Linked DNA regions of Arachis hypogaea: region 1 is linked to region 2. Evidence: chromatin contacts called from public Hi-C data. All regions are on one chromosome and are shown on one strand. The core of a region is the stretch at or near the end of the contact, and the rest is flanking DNA. Distances in the headings are between cores, read along the strand shown. Region 1 overlaps LOC112723541 (4-coumarate--CoA ligase CCL1). Region 2 has its middle 6.6 kb from the start of LOC112723537.

Evidence for each region. Hi-C and Micro-C count contacts between places; a contact is called where the count stands out from the background.
Region 1: a contact with region 2 is called in a Hi-C map of leaf, with 6 times the contacts expected there. The contact joins two enhancer-like sites. A contact is called at or near these places in 2 of 8 Hi-C or Micro-C datasets (both in leaf).

Annotation. Positions count from the first base shown.
Region 1 is chr11:147,841,643-147,847,246 of arahy.Tifrunner.gnm2.J5K5, forward strand. It overlaps LOC112723541 (4-coumarate--CoA ligase CCL1), which reads right to left. Exons shown (of 4, transcript XM_025774943.3): 3 at 4,792-5,005; 4 at 3,989-4,496. The coding sequence ends at 4,271. Among protein-coding and RNA genes, the nearest start is that of LOC112723541, 6.5 kb to the right of the region's middle. Within about 2 kb of position 4,064, at least 3 of the 3 cell types and tissues checked have open chromatin away from gene starts, as enhancers often do.
Region 2 is chr11:147,807,321-147,813,368 of arahy.Tifrunner.gnm2.J5K5, forward strand. No RefSeq gene overlaps it. Among protein-coding and RNA genes, the nearest start is that of LOC112723537, 6.6 kb to the left of the region's middle. Within about 2 kb of position 2,326, at least 2 of the 3 cell types and tissues checked have open chromatin away from gene starts, as enhancers often do.

The sequences.
Region 1 (5,604 bases), core at 2,814-5,313, 36 kb after region 2:
TCCCTATACTGCTTTAATTTTGTAATTAAGTCCTTCCTAGTGTAAAAAATATTAGAGTTAACTGAATATTTCTTTACAAATTGAAGATATTTATAATTAAAAACTTAATTAAATCTTTGACCGCATGTATTTTGGTAAAAATATTATCTTAATTTTAACATTTTTAACATGAAAAGGACGTAATTACAAAATTAAAAGCAGTGTAGGGACCCAATTGAAAGGAAAAAAAGTATAGGGATCTAATTAAAAATTTGGTGAAACTATAAGGACCAACAGAGTAATTAAACCTTAAAATTATTAGAATATTGGTATATTTGTTATATTTAAATTTTTTTTAAAATATATTTTTTTAAGATAAATAAATTTTTGAGAATTTATATTTTAGACAGATTAGTCTCTAAAAAAAATATTAATAAAATTTTTTATAATAACAAATATGAACACACTATTTCTAAATTAATTCCTATAATTATAATAGAAAATCTTAATTTAAATTAACTTATACACGTTTATTATTGTGGAGAATTTTATTGATATATTTTTTTAAAATATTAATTTATCCAAAATATAAATTTTAAGTGATTTATTTGTTACTTTACTTCTTTTTTATAAAAGAAAACTTTCAACTGCAGTTAAAGAAGAGACTTTTTACAACTCTAATTCACTATCATCCACACATTATTGTTTGATTGATATGTTTGTAAATATTTACGAGTTATTCCTTATTATTACTAATTATTTTGGCTCTTATTATAATTAGAAAAAATATAGGGTACCAACATATATTATCTGCCAATTTATTGTCAATAATAATTAATTATTATATTTTAAACACATAGAGATACATTCAAAAAATATATCTATAAAGACATTTTTATTAAACACAGCCATAAAAAAGACATTTTTATTAGACACATCCACCAAAAACACTTCTATTAAACACAGTTATAAATAAGAGTTGACAAAAATTGGAAGAAATACTGTTGGTAACGTAACGTGATTGTTATAATTAAGATGGAGCACTTGGGAATGTTTCGAAATAAGGATGGCTAAGGAGAGGGAATTGGGGAAGTAAGTTTATGCGGATTGAGGATGGAAAAGGGCATGTAACGAAAGAATGAATTATTATAGGTGGCAGACAGAGAAGAGTTACACAAGTTGACTCCAAACTAAAGATAGTATGATGGACTATGATATTGGAAAATGAGGTGTTACCACTTAACACTTAACAACTACTACGACACCATTCATCTCTCCCTTTCAACTGCAATGGGGGGTGCTGTTGCAAATTTGTTCCACGTATGAGGCTACATTCATACCAACAACGAACCCAATTATATAGTTGCTACCGGGGAAAAAAGAAAAAAAAAATCACCTTATGAAAATTACAAACAAAAACCATTTAAAAAAAAAAGTACAAACTCAGGTGTAGTTGATTTTACATGAAGTTGATAGTTGAGAGATGTTAGATAATTTGACTGATTTGATTAAATTTTCATCTAAAAGCTTTCAATTATTAACTTCACGTGAAGTCAACTGTACTTGAGTTTTTACCTTAAAAAAACATCGAACACAAAAGCAAATAGTGAAAGTATTCGTCGGTGTCCTTTTCTAGTGCAAGCTTATTGAAAATGTCTAAACTTTTCCAGCATAAGTTTGGAACAATTTAGCGGAAAGATATAGGTTAGAGGTTAGTCTTTACTTTATGGTTTATTGTTTTATGGAAAAAGTAGAGAGACGAAACGATGGAAAGTGGAAACACGAATTACACAATATTTTAGAATTTAAGTCCGTCCTTGTGTTATGTTAGTATTGTACCATCTGATTGTTTTATTTTGATTTTTGAATTCAAAAAATATTAGAAGCTCAACGTTTTTTTATCGATATTAAATATGATGAATGCTACGGTGCCTAAAAAGTGGTGTCTATTTACTAAAAAAAGTTAAAAAGTAATATTTAATTTAAAAGATATAACAATAAATAATTTTTAAAAAATCAAAACTTACTATAAAAGATAAGTTAGGCAAAATTTAGACACCAACTCATAGGTACCATAGAATTGGGCATTAAATATTTAGAGTTAATATTTTATTTTATATTATTAAAATTTTAAATTTAGTATTTGAAATTTAGTCTTTTGTATTTGTTCTTGTATAGATACCTAGAGGGAGAGCTCGGTCTCTGGGAATCGATGCCGAGTTGTTATCTTCGGTGCCGACCTTTGAGCTTTGTGGTAATTTGAGTTTTACTCCAAGGGGATGTCCAATCGCGTAGAGCTTTGAGCAAGAAACAAGGGGAAAGTGTACCTGCAAAGGCACTCCGAAACTTAAGTCAGTATTGAAAATTCAATGTGTCTGTTGAGGATAAAATATCATACCTTTATAGGTGAAGTAAGATAGGTCAATTACATTCCCTATCTGAATTGATGAGCAGTTATTAGGTTTAATAAGTAATAAATACCTGGTCAGACAGTTTTATTCCAAGATGTAGTCCGTTGAGTCCGATTATAACGTGTAACCGCCAAGTTATGACGCAAATTGCCGAGTTATAGTGTATAATACTGAGTTAAGGCATTGAATTTGTAACGGCCGGATCATAACCCCCAAGCTTAGCTTGGGAATATGTTTAATGAAGTAGGTTGAGCTTGTAATGAATCATAAGTCGGCCTCTGAGTGAGTTCATAACTCGATGACTAATATGGCCTTAGAGCCCCCAGTTCAAGTTGCTTTATTAAACGGTTATTTATGCTAAAGAGTGGTATGATGGTAATGTTGAAGAAGAAGATGAAAATGTCGGGTAGATTTTTAGTTATCTCGTGGAATTTGTACGTTTGTTTTGAACTCTTTTACTTTGTTCATTCGACAGATGCTTATCCCTTGTTGTGGTTGTTTAAAATATGTTATTTTTGGTATCTAAACAGTATTTGAAATTGGCTAAATATTGACAAAAAATAATAAATTTTATTGGTCAATAATATTATTTTCTTATAAAAATATTATTTATATATTAAAATTAGTCACTAAAATTAGATATTGTATATTTATGTATAAATATATGTATTATTTAATTTATTTTTAATATATATTTTATATTTTAACATATATTTTATACTAATAGTTGATTTTAGTATATATATAACATAATTAATTTTTTTATATGTGAATATTTAGAATAGTCGAATATTGCAAGTTTATTTAACTCGATCACTTGAAAAGATAGGATTATTTTTAAGACATTGCATTTAAACAATCAAAAATACTATTTACGTACTAAAATTTGGTATTATATATTTGTGTATAAATATATATAATTTAATTTATTTTTAATATGTATGTTATACTTTAATGATGTTTTATATTGGTTGTCACACAGTAATTTTTTTTTGGTAAGATAATGGGTACTAAACCCAAGGAAAAAAACAAATATATGACTTAAAGGTTCTGGGGCAAGGTGGCCCTTTAACATCATCACTCAGTAAGTAACTGAAGAAGATTAAAGGTGAGAAATCTAAGAAGTAAAAGTCGTCTTTGTACTTGATGCTATTTTGAGCTAACCAATGAGCACACAATTTATTGGAGGAGATTAGTTTTGTGACCTTTTTTTTTTTCAACAAGATGAAGTAATCGTAAAAGGTATTTTCTTTTTTGGTCATGATCCTAAAATGTGTTTGTTAAGGTAAAATTCGTAAACAGCATAACTCTTCTTCACAAAGCCATTTTTGTTGAGAGTCTAATTGGGTCTTACACTGGATTAGTCAGCAGGCCTTAACTTTAAATTGGATCTAACCCACGTCCAAACAAAAGAGATTGGTGGTTTTTTTTTATCTTGTTTTTGTCAAGAAAGTTTTTGGTATAGAGTTATGATTTTCAATACTTCACTAACTAAAGATGATGAATTGTTACTGCTAGTGTTTTTTTGTCTCTTGGGCTTGGGCCCCTATTTTATACCAAAAATTAAAAGATGATGAATTGTTATGACAAAAAAAAAATTGATGAATGTACTGTATTACATACATGTGCACAAGCTGGAAGCTGCAATTGGTGTCTTGACATATGCATGTGTTGTTGTAGTCCTTGTATGATAGCGCAACTATGAAATTACCATTATACCATACATATATATATAACTGGATTATAATACAAGATTTGATTATGTGATTGATGATGTCATGAAAATACAAACATACAAACAAAAAGAAATTAATAGGAGGACGGCCTCTTTTGTACGTGGTTACGTTGACCTTGTTTGACCAAGACCAATATATAGCTAGCTAATTGGTCACCAAACCTTCGTTAAGCCTTGCTGTTAATACCTTCCTCAGAATTTTTCCTGACGCTGCTTTTGGAATACTTTCAGTGAAGAACACTCTGTTTATTCTCTTGTAAAATACCACCTGTTTAGAAATATATTTCTTGATTTCATCCTCGGTGATATTAGAACCATTTGATCTCACAACAAATGCAACTGGTACTTCTCCAGCAACTTCATCTTTCAGCCTGAATGTAATGTAATTAGAAAAAGTCAAACAGAGTAGGAGAGTAAGAATTTGTTTGGGTGATCTTCTAAAAAAAATTTTTTTTAGAGTTATTTTTTTTTTAAATTTTATAAAAAATTTAAAATAATTTTATGTTTGAGTATCTCATGTAAAAAGATCTTTTTATTTATCAATTATATTTGAGTATAACGATATAAAAATATTTTTTTGTTTATTTATTACATGCAAAAATAATGACATCCAAACAAGTACTAAAAAGTTTTTAGTGGAGTAGGTACTTAGGGTAACAAACTTACGGTACAACAGCGGCATCAGAGATGTTTGGGTGGGCAATCAACAAAGATTCCAGCTCAGCAGGTGCCACTTGGTATCCTTTGTATTTGATAAGCTCCTTCAAGCGATCAACGATGAATAGCTCATCATCATCATCAATGTAACCAATGTCACCCGTGTGTAACCATCCTTCTTTGTCTATGGTTCTCTCCGTCGCCTCTCGGTCATTCAGGTACCCTAACCAAATTAAATCATATCATTAATTACGTAACAAATTAAAAATAAGACTTTTTTAAGAACTTATGCCATGTGGCATTGGCATATATATAATGATGACGATTGTAAAGACAGGTGGGCCCAAACTACTTAAGATAAGTTAGGTGAGGATGTTGACTTAAAATGGGTTATCCAATCAACACTGCCTTCACCTACAACTTTGAACAAATTCAGCCTTTGACAGCGCTTACACGTTTGGTCTCCTGGATCATCTATTGAGCTATGTTATTAGAAAATGCTAATTATTTCACGAATTATTTAGGGTGAATTATATGATAAAGATATAAATTTATATTTTTTTATAGGATGAAAGAGAAATTAAAAAAATTAAAATTTATATTTAGAATAATAATAAAATAATAAAAAATAATTATAAAAAAAATTTATATATTTTTTTATATAATTTTAATTTGAATAATAAAATATTTTTTTATTTAATTATGAATTTAATTTTTTTAATTTATTAATTTAATAATATAATAATAAAAAATAATAAATTTTAATGGCTTTTTAATATTTTTTTTATAGGAAGTATAGGGAACTAATGGAATATATATACA
Region 2 (6,048 bases), core at 1,076-3,575:
ACACCCCACAGTTCAGCGATGAAAGCAGAGCAGTTTCAATCGTGTGAGTGAAGCCTGCAACCCACTTTCCGTTCTCATCCCGCAGGAGGCCGCCGCAACCCGCCTTGCCCGCATTCCCTACCAACGCTCCATCGACGTTAAGCTTCAGCCAGCCCTTCGGCGGGGGTTTCCATCCCACCCGGCCCAGTCTTCTCACCCGCACCTTTCTCACCAGGTAAGCTTTTTTAAAAGTTTTGTTAATTTCCTGAATTTCTTTGATGATTTCTCTATATGGCTGGATTGGTCTTCTGTAATTGTCCTCATGATTTTCCTTATTTCTCCAAAACCAGATTTTTGAGCATGTAACTATGTATATATCCTTCTAATCTATATTTTGGTTATGTCCCAATTATTTTCTTAGGTTAACTTCCACCCAATCTTCCCAATTAAGACTAAAGAATTTATGCAATTCCATAGGATTAAGAAAATTAACCCAAATTGTTGACGCTTTAGGACAATCTCTGAATAGGTGTAGAAGATCTTCTTGCACTCCTTAAAAAATCTTGCAATCTCCATTTCCACCAAACAATCTTGCTATTCTATGGTTTGCATGAGTTTTCTTATGCATAACAGTCCACATGAAAACCTTGACTTTTTGGGGGGCCTTTCCAGCTCCATAGGTGACTCCAAATAGTTTTATTAGGTTTGCTTCAATTGTTTAGAACTCTATAGGTCGATGCAATCGAGAAATCTTCATTCTCATTATGCTTCCACCCTTTTCTATCCTCATCTGCCTCAAAATGAGGAGGGTATGTTGCTATAATTTTTTGGAAATCTCTTCTGGCAGATAGGTATTGAGTTTTCTCCGGTTCCATTCTCCATTCTCTTCCACCCATTCTGAGACAAGGCTATTGCTATCTGAAATCTGTGTTTTGGCACTCTCCTGAAGTGCTCCTGCCCCTTCAAGCCAGTGATCATGCCAAAATCTAGTACGCTTCTCATTCCCAATAAACTTAACAGTGTTTGATTGAAAAGTTAGCCAAATTTCGAGAACTTCTCTCCAGAAGCTCGAATATGTGTTTCTACCTTTCGTGTCGTCATCAATTAGGTTCCCATCACAGTATTTGTGCTTAAGAACTTTCACCCACATCTGCTCTGGGTTTTCATCCATTTGCCATAAAATTTTTATAAGGAAAGCATCATTCCTGGATGATAGCTTCCTGAACCCCAATCCTCCTTCGTGTCTTGGCAGGCACATAGTCTTCCATCCAATCAGGTGCAATCTTTTTTTATTTGGTTCGTCTCTCCATATGAAGTTTCTCTGAAGTCTTTCCACCTCCCTACAAACTCCTTTAGGTATCCTTTCATGCTGCATCTGGTAGTTCAGAATCGGACTAATAGTTGATTGTGCAAGTGTTAATCTTCCTGCCAAAGAAAGACACTTAGTCTTCTAACCTTTAAGTTTTCTTTAAACCCTTCTCACTATGTCCTTATACCTCTCCTTTCCTTCCCTTTTGTCAGAGATGCGCGCTCCCAAGTATTTGCCTAACTCTTTCTGTTCTTTAAATTTAGACAAATTTAGAATCTCCTCCTTTGTACTTCCAACCGTATTCTTAGAGAACACAATGGCAGTCTTATCTTCATTTATTTTCAATCCCGAAGTATTACAAAAAGTTTCTAATACACCTTTTATTCTTTCCATTTGGTCTTGTGTTGCTTCCGCAAAAAGAAGGTCGTCCGCAAACATAAGATGGGATATTTTTGGTCCATCCCTACTCACCCCAATTGGCTTCCATTCTCCGTCCAGCACATTCTGTTCTATGAGGTGTGAGAGCTTGTCCATGCACATAACGAACAAGTAGGGCGAAATGGAATCCCCTTGTCGCAATCCTTTTTTTGGAATGAATTCTTCCGTCTTATTCCCATTCCAAATAACATTGAACGATACCGTACTCGCGCATTGCATTATAATCTCGACCATCTTATCTGACAATCTGAATTCTTCTAATCTAGTCTTGAGAAAATCCCAACTCATCCTGTCATAGACTTTTTCGAAGTCTATTTTGATCGCTATGAACCGTTTTCTCCCCTTCATTCTCTTCATAGTATGAATAAGCTCCTTTGCAATGATAATGTTGTCCTGAATTTTTCTTTCCAGTATGAAACTTGACTGGTACGCCGCTATTCTATCATTCAAGTGTGGTTTTAACCTTTCCACTAGCATTTTTATTATGACCTTATAGCACACATTGCATAGTGCTATAAGCCTGAACTGGTTAATCAGCTCTCGGTTGTTGATCTTAGACACCAAAGCAATGGGTTGTTGGTCAAGGAAGGATTTCATTTAGGGGGTTTTGACCTTTTGGGTCAAATAGACAAATACATGAGGTTTTTTGGGTCATAGCGTCACATGACACATAGATTCACAAGTGTAATCGTGTAAAGAACCATAGAAAATATTTGGGGAACAAAAAGACCAAAGAGTGAGAGAGATGACCAAAAGTACATCTACTTAGGCCCAACAAGACCCAAACAAAAGCAGGCCCAACATTTTTTCATTTGTTCAAAATACAATTAAAAATAGCTCTTCATTAATATTCTTTTTCAATTTCATTTTTCTAAATATTTATTTAAATAAAACATAAAAAATAATTAAATATGTAATTAATATTTACCTTTTTATTTCACAGTGCAAACAATTTATTTTTAAATAACAGAGAAATTAAAAATTATTTTTCATTATAGGCCACCGCCTTTCAATTCTGATATAGAATAATTTGATATTTGAAGATGAAATGGAGAGAATTATTGTCAACCACCAACTCTCTTAAAAGGTTCATTTCTTTTAAACATTAAGCTTTAATTTTGATTGGAAAGAGATGGCAAGAAGATCAAGATGCTTGGATGAAACAAGTGATGGTGGAAAGAATAGGATGATGTATCGCACCCAAAAATGATATTGGGCCATAAGAATTTTTTATTTTTCGTCGTTAATTAGTTATTAATATTTAAAAATATAGAATAAATATATGTTATTAAATTACTAGATAAATAAATTAGACTAAAAAAATTAAATTAATAATTAATTAATAATTAAAAATAATAAATTATAATGCTCCTAACATTTTTCGTATTTGCATTTCACCAAAAAGCATGATAGATCTGACCGAAAATATATAAACCATTAACCATATCTTTAAAGGAAACGAAATAATTAATAAAGAAAAGTGTTCGGTAGGTCGGATACCGTACGGGTCGGGTGAGTATCTCGGTTAACAAGGGGGAATCGACTGGACGTTCGTCTCTGGATTGGGGGGTAAGCGAGGTCGCGAGCTCTTCAGATGTAAAAGGGGGTGTCACCTGCAAAGATACTTCGACGCACAAGTCAGTAAAATGTGCAGGCGAAAAAAGGGGGTAGAGTCATGTGACGTGTCTTGGGGGAAGGGTAAAAACCTTCCCCTTATATACTGTATCAGAGGTGGGCTCTGCAAGAACAGGCCCACTTTTTCCGAGGCGTTCTCCTCACAGCTGTAGATGAGCTGTCGGGGACGCGCGTCCGGGTCGGCTGTGGAGCGCCTTACCCCTGACCGTTAGGATCGGGTGGTGCTTGGGTCGGGCCAACCCGTAGAAGATTTGGACTAGGCCGTAACAAAAAGGAAAACACAAAATTTATGGAACTTAAAAGAGGACATATATATTTATAATGCAAAGTTATCTCCACACGAAGAAACCACTTTAATTTGCCATGGCTCGCTTTATTACTTCTACTTATTGGATGCAGCTCTCTTTTTACTTTTTAGTGTTTACTCCAACTTAAGCCACACCTTTGTTTATTTTGTGATGAAAAAGCAAAGGGTTGTGAATTGTGATCTAGCTTTTTAGTGTTCAATACGTGTTAAATTGTTTCGCTGTATTTTCACCGATGAATACCCTATAGATTCTAAATCTTTTAAACCACTTTGGAGTGAAAATGCCACACCCCCAGTATGGTGTTGCAGTAATGAGAACATTATCCTTAGCTAGCTATTTCTTCCCATGTTATATGGTCTACGCTATTTGGACATAAAATTCAAACTCCTATCTTGTTTCTTCAGTTTCTAAATTTATGTTTGTACTAATTGAATTTAAAACAGTGAACTTTGAATGAGTCAAACATGCTTAATCTATTGATGTAACACTTATATATAATTAAATATTGGAGGCGACTCAGATAAAGACGCCTAAAACGTCTTTTTTTAAAGATGTTTTTATGTTGTGTTTTAATTGGTTTCTGTATAATTTATTCGGTGTTACTCATCACATATTATTAAATTTCTCAAAAGATTTTCTTTCCAGAAACAATAAAAAACATTTAATTTGGACTAAAACAAAAAAGGTAATAAATTAACTATTAGATTTTTTTTAAAAGAATATTTACATAAAAAAATATATCGCATTCATCAAAATATATATATATATATAACAAGTTCTTAAAATTTTTATAAATAAAAAAATAATTAATTTATATTCGTACAATATATAAAATAATTACTATATTATTATTATATTATATATTAAGATTCACTAATTTAAATTTTTTTTTATTTTTAATATAAGCATTAGAAATAAATAAAATTTTCATAACTAAATGTAGTGTAACAAAATATATATAATATTAATTAGTTCTTAAAAAATTTTAAAAAAAATAGTTTCTTTCATTTTAGTAAAATAACTATTTATTAAAGTAGACAAATTAATTATTTTCTTCTCATATACAATTTTTTTAAGATATAAAAGTAATTAATTAGGACATTGGTTAAGATAATTAAAGTCACTATTTCATTAAACTTTTAATTTAAAGAAAAATCCTAGTTAATTTTGGTATAGAAATTTCGAATTTGAAAACATTGATAAAAATTATGTTGAATTTTGATTTATTTGATTCTCATTTAAATTAATCACTACATAAGTTAAAGTTCTGTTTTGAAGTTATATTCGAGCTTTAATCTGATTTTTAAAGTTTCAATTTACTTAGTTTGATTTTTTAACTTAGGTATCCGTGACTCATATTAGGGTTTTAAGTGTTTAGTTGAAAAAAAATAAGGTAAAAAAATTTCAATTGTCACATCAAACAGTCGCTAGAATGTATAATGTAACAGTCGTTAGTCCATCTCAGTATGTTATTAACGATTTTGTAAGACAGTGACAAAAATAATATTAGAAACCAATGTGAGTCATAACTATTAAGTTGGGAGACTAAATTGAGTAAATCGAAATTTTTGAAATTAGATTGAAACATAGTTGTTAGAACGAACCAGTGATCGAACCGGTCAAGCTACTGGTTCACTGGTTTATTGGTTCAACTGATAAATCACTGGTTGAACCGATAAAACCGGTCTCACGTAAATATAAAATATAAAATAGTTAAAAACTTAAAATTAAAATTTGAAATACATATCTTCACTAACATTTTATGAAGAATCAAGTCTCAACTTCTAAAAATAACTAATATAAAAAAATTATAAAATTTTAATACTACAATAGTATCTTATTTTGACACAATAAAAAAAATAATTAATTCACAAAGCCTATCATCTAACTATAATATCAGTAGATTTTAACACTAACATCAAAACAAATAACCTTAATCACAATACTAGCAATAAAATAGATCAAGTAAATTAATAAATTTTTAGTGAAATTTATATTTATATTAATAATGGTATATAATTAAAATATAATTAATTTTAAAAATAGAAAAAACAAAAATTAAATTAAATTAGATATTTATCTATACTATATAATTAGTATTTGTCAAATATAATACTTAGAAGTGCAATGGCTAAGTGGCAAATAGATGTTGCTTTTACTCAAAGGTTCTTGGTTCGAGACCAGTTTGGTTAGACCGGTTCTTACCGGTTCACACCGGTTTTATTCCTTAAACGGTCCAAGGAGTAAACCGAACTGAACTAAGATTCGGTTCTGGTCCGGTTCACTAGTTTTTCGGTCGAACCAGCTGATCCAGTTCGGTTTTTACAACTATGAATTCAAATACGAACATAATTTCAGAGACCAATAAGTATTATCTCT